Regions from separate parts of the Neogale vison genome. Here region 1 is linked to region 2. A link is a contact called in public Hi-C data. All regions are on one chromosome and are shown on one strand. Each heading gives the region's core, a stretch centred on a gene start, on an enhancer-like site or on the middle of the called end of the contact. The rest is flanking DNA. Distances are from core to core; before and after follow the strand shown. Region 1 overlaps LOC122915097 (a long non-coding RNA gene). Region 2 overlaps LOC122915464 (speedy protein E4-like).

Region 1 (5,768 bases), core at 2,375-4,874, 240 kb before region 2:
CCCAAAGCTGTTAATAAAGGTAGCATGTGTCATTTGCTTTGTACAATAAGGAATGACATGTATCTTGCTAATTCTCTTGACTTGTCTGCTACAAGATGAGCTGCAGCATCAAAGAAAACTTAATCGTCCAGGCAAGCAAATATGAAGCATGAATCTCCTAGGTAAGCTTCTATAAAACATTAATTTAATAGGTAGACAATGAAATATTAATGTTATGAAATACAGGTGAAGATGGAGATAAAAGTCACTGACCCAGAATGTAAATTATTGATTAAAGAGCATTGTTTACTATACCACAACAATGGCAAAACATGTGAGTACCCATATGACAGTTCTAAATTGAAACATAATTCCAAATCATATCTACCTTAGATCTGAAAAGGCCTGGTGTAGCAAAAACTATGAAGGCTTGACAGAGAAGAAAAATGAAAGCCAAATGTTGCATTTTAATTTGGAATTGGATAGGTGTCAACTTATTTTAACTTCTGAAGCTTCTCCTGCTGGGGTGATTACCCAGTGCCTTTTTCCATATTGAAAAGAAATTGCGATTCACCAACTCATACCATTTCTCTCTTTTAAAAGGCCTCATGTAGTTTGTGTGTGTGTCATCATTTACGTGCGTGTGTGTGTGTGAGATATCTAAAATGTTGCAATAACCACAAAGATTTATTAACAAGCTTCCTAGAAAAAAGGGAAAAATCTTCCAGAAAAGCAAAATCTCCATGAGGCATGGTTAATTGTAGGCTCTGTTAATTCTCTGGGGGACAGGTTGGAGAGGGTATGTATTTATAGATATTTACAGGAGAAAATGGATATGCTAAACCAACAACAAAAAACAAAAGCTCTGAAATGGTACCACTGGGTCCTCCACGGTCTGGCCCCTGTCCTGGCCCTGTCTGTCTGTGACTCCAGCAGGCCACCTGATGGCCCAAGCAAGCAACATGGCCGGACCTGGTCCAGGCTCTAAGTCCAAGTCCGAGGCACCGTAAGGTTTTGAAATCACCAGATCGCTAGACCACACACCAGGCAAGGAGTGATCCCTGAACAGAGAGAAAAATAACTACGTGTAAAATGAAAGCATTATCGACATAGCTCTGAAGCTGGTAAAATGACCTTTGGGGAAATTCCAAACTGAAACAGATCAAATTCATTTCCAATCCCTCCCCAAATATAAAAATGTCAGACATAAAAATGTGCTGATTAGGCTCAGCGCACAGATGTTTTTAAATGACTAAAATAGCCTTTGTCGTGGAAATCCCTACAAATTCACAATAGGGCCACAGAGAATTTGTTTCCTTACGTTGCCTTTTTTTTTTTTTTTTAATAATCATGTCCAAACTTTCGTGTCCCGATGCCTGAATCCAAGGGTGTGTGTCCCTCCCAGGGACTCTGGGTGGATGTTTTATCTCACACACAGCCTGAGTGGGGATGAACATGCTCCGAAAACACTGCTTACCAATGACTATAAGACAACTCACATTTGACTGTGAAAGCCACAGTTGGAGGGGGGGAGGTCTAAAATGTCTACAGGAGAAGGTAGAGTGGTTGTGTTCTGGAACCCCTGGCATCTGTGGGTGAGCAGATTATTTTCTAATGAGTAAGACTGAAATCAGTGAAAACGCTCGGCATTAAAGAGAAAAATAACTTATCTGCTCTCTAACCACAGAGCGCAGTCATCTAAGAAAAGACTTAATAATTCATGAAATCCAAGCCCAAATATCTCCTGTTCACAGACATGGCAGGGGTCTCGTCTCAGAAAGATTTAGATGCTTCTTTGCTGGAACCTTTTATTTACTGACAGGGGCTGACTTTGGTGGCTACAACTCTTGACTCTGAACAGAAAATAAAATATCAAAAATAGTAATGAGAGTACTGAATATCTTCCTCCCCAGTTCTGGAACATGCAACGTGCGAATGAAAAAAACCCTGCTCACTGTCTCCGGGAACAATGGATGCCTTACTCCTAGAGGAAGCATGCTTAATCCTGTAAAAATCAGGCTTCTTTACGGCTGTGCTATAAAAGGTCCTGTAAACACAAAACTCAGTGTGGAAGCCTCTTCCCCTCTGGACCCTTTCCCCAGAACTGTGCGGACTGTTCACACACTCACACAGATCCTACTGCTTCCCCAAAGAGGGCTAAACTCAAGGCAGGAGCTTGTGGGATGTCTGATTGGTGAAATCCTAGTATGCCCGAGGGGTTTGCTTTTCTCCAGGTGCAGAGGAAAAGACGGGACAGTTATTTCGTCCCTCCTCATTTCTGACATTAACAACAGTTTCTTAAAATGGCCTCAGAGCTCAGACCCGTGGGATCCCTGGAGGCAGGTCCTTATACTTGGCCACAGACTTTCTCCCTCCCGCTCCCGCCCAGCCTCCTGCACCTGGGTCTGGATCGCTACCTTTTTCTTCTAGTGTTTAACACTGGTCTCACTTAGTAATAAACACAAAAACAAAATGACAGCAGGGCAGGCCCAGGACAGGCAACTGTCTGGGGTTGCACAGGCTTGACTGGAGCAGGAGGGGGAGTTTAGATGAGGCCCGGTGGGGATAAATTAAAACAGCCACCCAGTGGTGGAAGAGGAGTTCTGGGGGCTTCTGGAGAGGGCCAGCTCTCTTTGTCTCCATCTCTCTGTCAGGGTCCCTGCTCCCTCCCTCAAATTCTTATTTCCCCAGCGCTCCCTTCCTGCAACTCTGCACCCCTGTTTCCTGCCTGGCTTCTGTAGCTATGGGAAACCGGGACATGGCATCGTGGTGAGGGGCAAAAGGCAAAGACCAGAGTGTGGCCAAAGTCTGCAAGCCTTCACACAGAGGTGGGGAGCCCGGGGGGGCGGTGGGAGGGGGTGAGTGGTGCATAAAATCCCACAAGCACGGAGTCAGAAGAGCCAAGGCAGCATTGTACCCTGAGTGACAACCACTTCCCAAGAATGAGCACATCCCTGGGCTTCCCCAGTCTGGCTCCAGTCACCCCAGAGGCCGGTTCTTCTAAACCCCAGGTCACCCAGCCTGGGACTTGCTGTGAGCAGAGGGCCTGGGGTGGTGAGGGTTACCTCTTAGGGGTATCTATTCTTGCCCATAATTCTGTCATAGCTCGTGGCACTGACTAACTGTTGCTATGATTATTAAAGTCATTCTTTTGGGGGAAAAAAAAAAAGGTGGGGGAGACAAGATTTGGGTTTTCTTACCAACTTGTTCAAATGGCAACAGACCAGGGTTGTAGCTCATTAAGTGTCCTAAAGATAAACAAAGGTTGCGCATTGCTATTGCAGTATTGCTGGCTTTTATAGACACACACACAGACACACAGACACACGCTAAACATTCAGAGGAAATAAAATCTTCTCATGAACTCAGGTTGAGGAGGAAAAGAAGACAAACATATTTTCCATAGGAATGGCCTTTCACCTCCTTAAAATTCTGCAACTTGGTTCAGGACAAATAAAGGGGAAACTGCTGGAATGTCTGAGCCGCCCCAGCAGTCCTGAAGACTGAGGCCTCCGTGGGAGGCTTTCAGCGGCAGAGCTGGCTTGGGGCGACTCGCCTGCTCCATTTCTTTATTAACACCACCACCTACAGGGACTGCTTTGAATAGGACCGGGTGGCGTGGCCCATAAAGCCTCGCAAGGAAAACAACATTCAGAACAATTGCACCACATTTTTTTTCAACTTCCTGTTTATTAGTATTTTATCTAAGAGCAGAACAGAAGTCTGCATAAATGGGGGAAAAGAAAACAAAAGCGTTCACTATAAAATCTTACAATACACACACAAAACACCTTTTCAAAAGCTGTTTCATTTGGGTTTTTTGTGCTTGTGTGTGTATGTGTGTGTGTGTGTGTGTGTGTGTTTGACTGAACCCACTCCAGGTCTTCAAATGCCTCTGAGGACAGAGGTTAAGATGAAATAAATGTAATTCATGATCTTATAAAAATTATACATCATTAAAAATTTTTTTAAGTGAGCTTGTTTTCTGTACATCTGTAAGATACATCTCTTTCGTTTCTACTAGAAAAGTCCACACTTTATCAGTAAGACTTTGCACTTTTGCTAGATATACCCATGAATGCAGTAAAGACACAAATGTCTCTTAGAAACTTTGTGGCAAATCTTGAGGTATTAGAGAAAGATGAGGGGCTGGGATCAGATGGCAGGGTGTCCCCCGAGCTTTGCAGGCTCAGAGCTGAGACACCTGTATTTCTCCTTGTAAGACCAGGCCCTAGCAAACATCGTTCCAGCTAAGACATGAGATCATTATTAATCATCAGCAACTTCTGCGAATCTTCCCCTTCTTCCTTAATCTGGCCACCATGCTGTTTGTTCTTCAGGACTCTTTCCCGCCCACGTCTGCACAAGGCTCAGGGCCAAAGAGATCGAAGGAATAGAGGATGAATGACCATACTCTGACCTTGATGGTCACACTTTTTCTTAAAAACAGCCTGAAAGGCATAGTTTATCTTTGTGGGTAGGTGTTCATCAAAGTCCTAGGCCCACTTCCATGGAACTTTTTTTTTACATCTCTTGTCCTAAAATCCACAGAGTCTCATTTACTTTGAATAGTTTCAATATCCTGTTTTCTCTACTCAAGAAGGACATTAAAAAAATTGGGACTATCAACTCAGGGAATTGCCTCTGATTTTTTTTCTATGCCCCAGCAATCAAGAATTTTATGATTATTTGCTGTCCACGTCTTGTTCTCTTGTGACGTGAGCATGCGGGGCCTTGTTAGGTATTCCTGATACCAATGACCTTGTTCACATGAAAATGAGAAGGCATAAGTGAGAGGAGGCCTCTACTGTACAGGGTAACAAGGGAACGTATCTGCAGATAGGGAAGGCATAAATCAAGGCTGAAATGTGAACTTAGCACTGATCAAGACCAGTTTAACTAATCAGAAACAGACTGTGAGGGCTCTTGCAGAACAAGTGTCTTTCTGAAAAGTGCAGCGAGGGACTAGAACTCGAGTAAATAATCATGTTAAACAGTGAAGTCTACCAATAGCACAGCAGCCACCATCTGCTTGCTGGTTGTAATCATTGAGAACTCACTGGATACGCCTGGAACACGGAAGACAAAGAAATCCCGGGTTGTTTTGTTTTGCTAAGGGGCCTGAGTCAACCCTCTTCATGGTCAATTCTGGGAAAGGGGGCTCCTACTGAAAAGAACATCCCTGTGGCATTCTTGATCAGCAAACATAGATGAACCTGTGGGTGATACTCTCTGCTAAGGGAGGACTGATTCCTTGAGCATAAGAATAGACGAAACATTTCATCAGCATTGCTAAGTCCTTCTGAAGCAACTCACTGTCTCTAGCTACGTGACACTTAGAAAAAGTTAGAAAGACAAAGTTCCTGTGTCCACTTCAAAGAACACACACACACACACACACACACACACACAGTGGATGTATCAAATAAAACCTCCTCAGACACAAAAGACAACATTTTATACCAATAAGGAAGGAAGCTAGGCACCTGGCACCAGAAGCTGGGGTTTGCTGGGAGGAGGCAGGAGAAACAAGGAAGACAGTCTGTGAATGGGTACTGTCCGGCTGTTAATTTCACACCGGGTTTAGAAATAATGGACATGATGCTCAGTGACTAAGGGGCTACTGTGTGAGCTACCTCAGTTCCTCTTCCAGCCAGCTGGTCCAATCAGAGGGAATCACAGCATTTTTTGTAAGGAATGCTGGGACAAAAGCTCTTTTCTGCTGGATTTGGACCCTGAAGGACAAGTTAAGTGGCTGCCACCCAGAGACCATTTGAGAGTTGAGGCTG
Region 2 (5,815 bases), core at 1,503-4,002:
AAGAGGATTTGCATACCCACCTCATAGAAGTTATTACCTTCCGTTTAATAAAAAGCCCTTATCGGGAATAGCCCTTTAATTACCAGCCAGCAAACATCTCAAAAGGTAAGCTCAATGCTCGATGAATGATGTGATTTTTCTAAAACAATAAAACTAGAAATTCTCCTGCAGCTTCGTAAGCTGTACCTGCCTCTGGGCAGCTGGGCCCCTGGCAGCAGCGAAGAAGCAGAAATTAAGGCAAAGCCCTCACCTGGAAAGCTGAGCCCTTCCAAAGGCCAAACCCCGGTTTAACCAGAAAGTGGTGGGTGCTGTGTGGGACTTCATCCATGGCCAGAGTGAGCCAGGAATCCCCGAGCTGGAGCTCCATCCCCTGCACTTTCCTCTCCCCACTGCAGGGAGCACATCTGTCTGTCCGTCTGCCGGGGCAGCTGTCCACCAAAAGACTCCGGCTTTTACTCCCTGATCTTCCTCATCTCTCTGCCTGGACTTGGGCTCAACAACACTCCCATCTTGTGCTGAGCAGACGACAAGAGGGAAAAGAGGGAGACCATGGACAGCACTTCCCTATTCCAGAAGCTTCTAAGCAAGAGCATCCTTACCTCCTATTAAACCTCCGGGCAACTCCAACGGTAGCTCTCATTAAGCTCATTTTTGTCAAGGACACAGAACAAATTAAGTGCCAGTCTGGGACTCAGGCACAAGCCTACCTGAGGCCATGGCACCCGCACCCCCAGAGACCCCAGCACTTGGTCACTCACCCTGAGTCACGGCTGGGCCTCCTCCCGAGTCTCCGCTCTGCGGGGGCAGATGGCCCTTTACTGACTGCTATCTGCCGCGAAACCTATCTCTCACAAGATGCGCGAGAAAGTTTCACTTTGTTTCTGGGAAGTTTTTTAATGAAACGCATCTGTAATTAGGAGGCTGTCCCACAGCGGTATATAGCAGTTGGCCCCAAGAGAACGTTTGGGGCGACGGAAGGCTGGGTGGGCAGACACTCCCGGTGACTCCTGTCACTCTTCGGGTAAATGTGCCCACGCCATGTCCCTGGAGATGCTGTGAGATATTTCAAAGGCAGGCTGAGGACTTCAAGCTTCCCAGGCTCCTTCGACTCCTTCCAGTGAGAGCCTTCTGAGGGAGAGATCCCTGGGACCTTCCCCCTGTGGAGCGGGAGGGCACCACAGTGCAGTTAGCCAATCAGCCTGCCTTGCTCCCGTCCTCAGAGGAGCTCAAGCTGTGACCCGGTAACACCTCAGGAAACACTGGTGACCCAAGACTGGTCCAAATGAAGCTGCTCTCAAGGGGATCCCCTGGTAGAGGGGCCAGCCCTAGATGTACCCACACTTGGAGGGCTCTGGGGGCAGAGGTTCTGAGGAAAGGGTGGGGGCGGGAAGACATCTTCTTTATCATAAGACCACTGTCATAAGACGATATCAGGTGACCCAGTCCACTCCAGAGAAAGCCCTAGAGAAAACAAATTCAGAGTCCACACAGCATCTCATATCCATTAGGATGGCTACTATCCAAAAACAAAACAAAACAGAAACAAGTGCTGACAAGGATGTGGAGAAATTAGGACCCGTGAGGCCTGTGGATGAGACGTAAAAGCTTCCATGGAAAGCAATCGAGCAGCTCTTCAGACACTAGCAAATCGAATTACCACGCGATCTGGCCATTCTGCTTCTGGGTACCTACGCAAAAGAACAGAAAGCTCATCTCAAAGTGATCTTTGTACGCCCACATTAACAGCCACATATTTGTGATAACTGAAACACACAGGCAATCCCAGCGTCGATGGATGGATGGATGATAAGGAAAATCTGGTGTGCACACGTCAGGGAATAGCATTTGCCCTTAAAAGGGAAGGAAAGTCTGGTGCGTGCTCCACGGATGAACCTTGAGAACATTCTGCTCAGTGAAATAAGCCCGTCGCAAAACTACCAGGATGTACAACTCTACTTAGATGGGGCGCTTAGAGAGTAGTCACACTCATAGACAGAGAAAGTCCAATGGCGGTGGCCAGGGGTCATGGGGAGGGGACAATGGGGAGTTGGTGTTTTCACGGGGACAGCGTTTCAGTTTTACAACAGGAGAACTTAGGAGGTACATGGGGGTGACGGTAGCACCACACGAATGTGTTAAGTATATGTAAAAATGGCTAGGATGGCTAATTTTATGTTATGTGTACCGTATGACAGTGCTTTAAGTGTCCGCACATTAAAATTAAGAGACCCCGGTCCTTATTGCTCCTGACCAGATTTCACTCTTTGTTTTGTTGTGACGTGTCTCCTCCTTCAGCTTCGCGATCCAACGCCGGTTTTATTAATGGTAGGATGAGAAAGGAGGAAAAGACAGAGAAAGAAGGAACGCAAGACACAGGCAATTTGCCAGGACCAAAGGAGAGAGAAATAAGTCACGGTCAGTTCAGGAGGCGCTGGCCCTGCCCCTCAGCCAGGCCTTGCCAGGGGCTGGGAGGTGGGCATGCCCGCCCTGGGCCCGGGAACGGGTCTTTCCTTCTGAAACTGGCCATTTGGGGAAATGGGGAGGGGGCAGCGTGGACAGAGGACCAGGTTACAATCCACAAAATGTGTTATCATTGTCCTTCCGGGTTCTAAATGTTTCTTCCTATGAGTCAGAAAGGTTAACTGGGAGGCTCTTGAATTAAAAAGCCGCAGGGTTTTCCTTTTATAGACTGTCCTCAGGAGACCTCTCCCTGAGTGTTCCTTCTGTCCTCATCCCCAACTGGCAGCTGCACTTAGCATGTGTGTTTACAGAAATACCAGTAGTTATTGCATGTTCCTTTCCATGTGATTAAGCATTGCCATAAAGCCCAGGCTGGATTAGAAATAGACCTTTCCCTTCTGAGAAGGAGCAGCCAGCGGTAGAGGCAGTGGTGTGGGACTTGCGCCACCTACTGTCCACTGTGGGCATCACATAGTAAAAAGCCAAAGGGGTGGACTGGGCTTTGCCACCTACCAATGAACTTATCAAAAGCACTGCCCCACCCACCCTGCGGGGCCGGGGAGTGGGGGGGGGAGGGACTAGGAAATGCCACCAATCAACTGTCCTACCCTGGAACCCAGCTCCAGACCTGTGCTTCCTAACAAAGGGCTCTGGTCACCCGAGCTATTATCTAAGGCAACCGCTGAGTCTCTTGCTCCCACGAGAGGGCACTTCAGGACCAGGGGACCTTACATCACAGAATTATTCTACACATGTGTTCAGACTTAAAGATGAGGGACAGACACTTCCCTATGGCTTACAACTATAGCATTTGCCAGATAACATTTGACAAATAGGTTTTGGTCCTTTGACCCTTGAACAGTTGATGAGGTGTGTTCTCTTATTCTTATTTTAGAGATGAGAAAACCAAGAGGTTCAATCACTGGGTTCAATATTTTTCAAACATGCAGAGGGAAAGGTCAGGGTACCTGCTGCGATGTGGAACTATAACATAATAGCTCCTTTTTGATCTGTTTTCCAAGGCAAACACACCAACGTAAAGATATCCAAGTGTTGTCTTAACAGTTTGGAAGATCCTATTTAAACGTTCCCCAAGCAAATGAGCATCCCCAGCTTTCCACCCCCTCCCTGGTTTCTTGGTTCATTTAAACAAATATGAATTGACTACCTTCTGGGGCCCAGCAGAGCAGCTGGTGGAAATGACTTCATCACCTGCCTTAGGGTAAGGACATTATTGATGCCAAAAAACTAATTTTAAATAATGGAAACATGCCGCCACTGAGGATATTCATGTTCAGAAGGCCCTTCACAAAGAATTTGGAGTGATAATAGGAACACCATCCGTATGTAAAATCTCCAAGAGTGACCACTTCAAACAAGATGACATTCATGAAAGTGTGTGCCCCAATGTGTTCATTTAAAAAAAAAAAATTAGCAGTGTCCTGTTTAGAGCCACATCTAACATTTAGGTAAAGAGTTCTTACAAGTGCATATAAATCTACAATTATCTCAAAATATAAAAGTTAAAAAATTTTAATCTTACTGTGATCATAGCTAAACAGAAATAAGATGATAGCAAAAATAAACTACCTGAGTTGCTTTTATTATGGAGGAGCAATTTGTCAACTTTTAAGTTTGTGTTTTGGATATGTGGGTGCATTGCTTTCATCTGGAATCATTAATTGACTTGGTTATACACAGGATGAGTTTCAAAGTGGAGACAACGTTGGGATAAAAGGAGGTGAGCCCAGTACTCAGGCTGGGGCACTAATCGCCTGCCTTTGAGGCGCATCTTCTATTTCTTGACCTCCTTTTATAGAAAAAAAGCAGTTCGTGGTGGAATGATGTGATGTCATCACTGACTCTTGTCAAGGGCTCTGGAATCTGGGGAGCCATTTGGTTCCAAAAACCTGGCTACAGTAAGTGTTCTTCTCACACTGTTCTGAGGCTGTGCTCCGGGTGAGGGTAAGGGGCCTAGATCCTGAGAGAGCCAGGAGGTCTGCTCTGGGTGAGTGTCACTCGTTCCTGTACTAGACTGAGTATGTAAGGCCACCCAGCTCGGCCTTCCTAGAAGGGTGACTGAGGCTCAACTCTCGCTGCCCCTGGCCATTCCTCCGTTGAGCACTGGTCAGACACGAGTCCTAATCCCAAGTCCAAAGTGCTCAAACCTCAGTCAAGGAACAAATCTTACTCAAGTCTCCATTTCCTCATGGAGACTTACATGACTTAAATCATGTAAGTCATACACCTTACATCACAGATCATTATTATAAGGATTGAATGAGGTCATTATTTATGCATTGACCAATATTGGAAGTTCAATAAGCAACCAATAACTGTTAGCTATTTTATTTTGTTGTATTGCCATTTTTTTTTTAAACACACAGAGAGAGTGATCACAAGTAGGCAGAGAGGCAGGCAGAGAGAGAGAAAGGGAAACAGACTCCCTGCTGAGCAGAGAGCCCAATTGCGGGGCTAGATCCCAGGACCCTGGGATCATGACCTGAGCCGAAGGCAGAAGCTTAACCCACTGAGCCGTACAGGCGCCCTTATTATTGCCATTTTAATTATTATTAGGTTTCACCAGGAGCAGGTTAAGCAAATAGAAATGGCCCGGTCAGAATCAGGTTGAGTGCCCTCTGTTTTTTTCCATATGCAGAGAAGACAGGATCCCTCTGGGCTCCACATGAGCTGCCTCAGAGACTGCTCTGAGCCAACAGGACCCAGCAAAGCAGAGTCAGAAGAAAAGGGTATGCATGGACGGCAAAGCAGGTGTGTACAGTCGTCTGACTTCTGTCCAGTCTGAATGATTGAGGTTGCCAGAACACCATGGCTCCAATAGTACTTCCCATTCCTCCTCTCTGCTCTCATGTGTTTGGGTCTGCATGGGCAGGGGAAAGGGCTTTCATGGTGAGGCAGGGATGTCACTAGCCTGTGCACATTTGTGGTGATTAAAGACATCATGACGAGAGAATTTTACATCTCTCTCTGTAGAGGTATCCTCCAGGCAGAACAATCCATGGAAAGAGGCACAGGAGAGCAGCTTCTCCTGGCAAAGAAAGGGAAATGACAACTCAATCCCTACGCTCATCTATAGACGGCACAAAGGGGTGATGGTCACTCTCTTATCCCTCCAGATGTCATACGCAAAATTCTCAAGGGCAGCGGGAAAGGAAGAGCCTAGCATTCCCAGGTGGGTCTTCCTGCCATGTTGACACAGGGTCCTTCCTATCTCCCTGCAGCTCCACGGAACAGGAGCCCTCTGGCCTCCAGTTCTGCCTCTTCAGAGGCTGTCCCTGAGCGGAGAGCCAGGAGAATGAGAGGCCGGAAGAGGAGGAAATCGATGGATGTCACA

What was found. Hi-C and Micro-C count contacts between places; a contact is called where the count stands out from the background.
Region 1: a contact with region 2 is called in a Hi-C map of fibroblasts, with 9 times the contacts expected there. The contact joins two enhancer-like sites. A contact is called at or near these places in 2 of 3 Hi-C or Micro-C datasets (fibroblasts and muscle).

The regions. Positions count from the first base shown.
Region 1 is chr8:108,008,952-108,014,719 of ASM_NN_V1, reverse strand. The region is part of intron 1 of LOC122915097 (a long non-coding RNA gene); the gene reads right to left. Among named protein-coding and RNA genes, the nearest start is that of BCL2L11, 310 kb to the left of the region's middle. Within about 2 kb of position 3,624, the one cell type or tissue checked has open chromatin away from gene starts, as enhancers often do. A contact at or near this core is called in fibroblasts, where this site is marked.
Region 2 is chr8:107,772,533-107,778,347 of ASM_NN_V1, reverse strand. The region is part of intron 2 of LOC122915464 (speedy protein E4-like); the gene reads left to right. Among named protein-coding and RNA genes, the nearest start is that of ANAPC1, 120 kb to the right of the region's middle. Within about 2 kb of position 2,752, the one cell type or tissue checked has open chromatin away from gene starts, as enhancers often do. A contact at or near this core is called in fibroblasts, where this site is marked.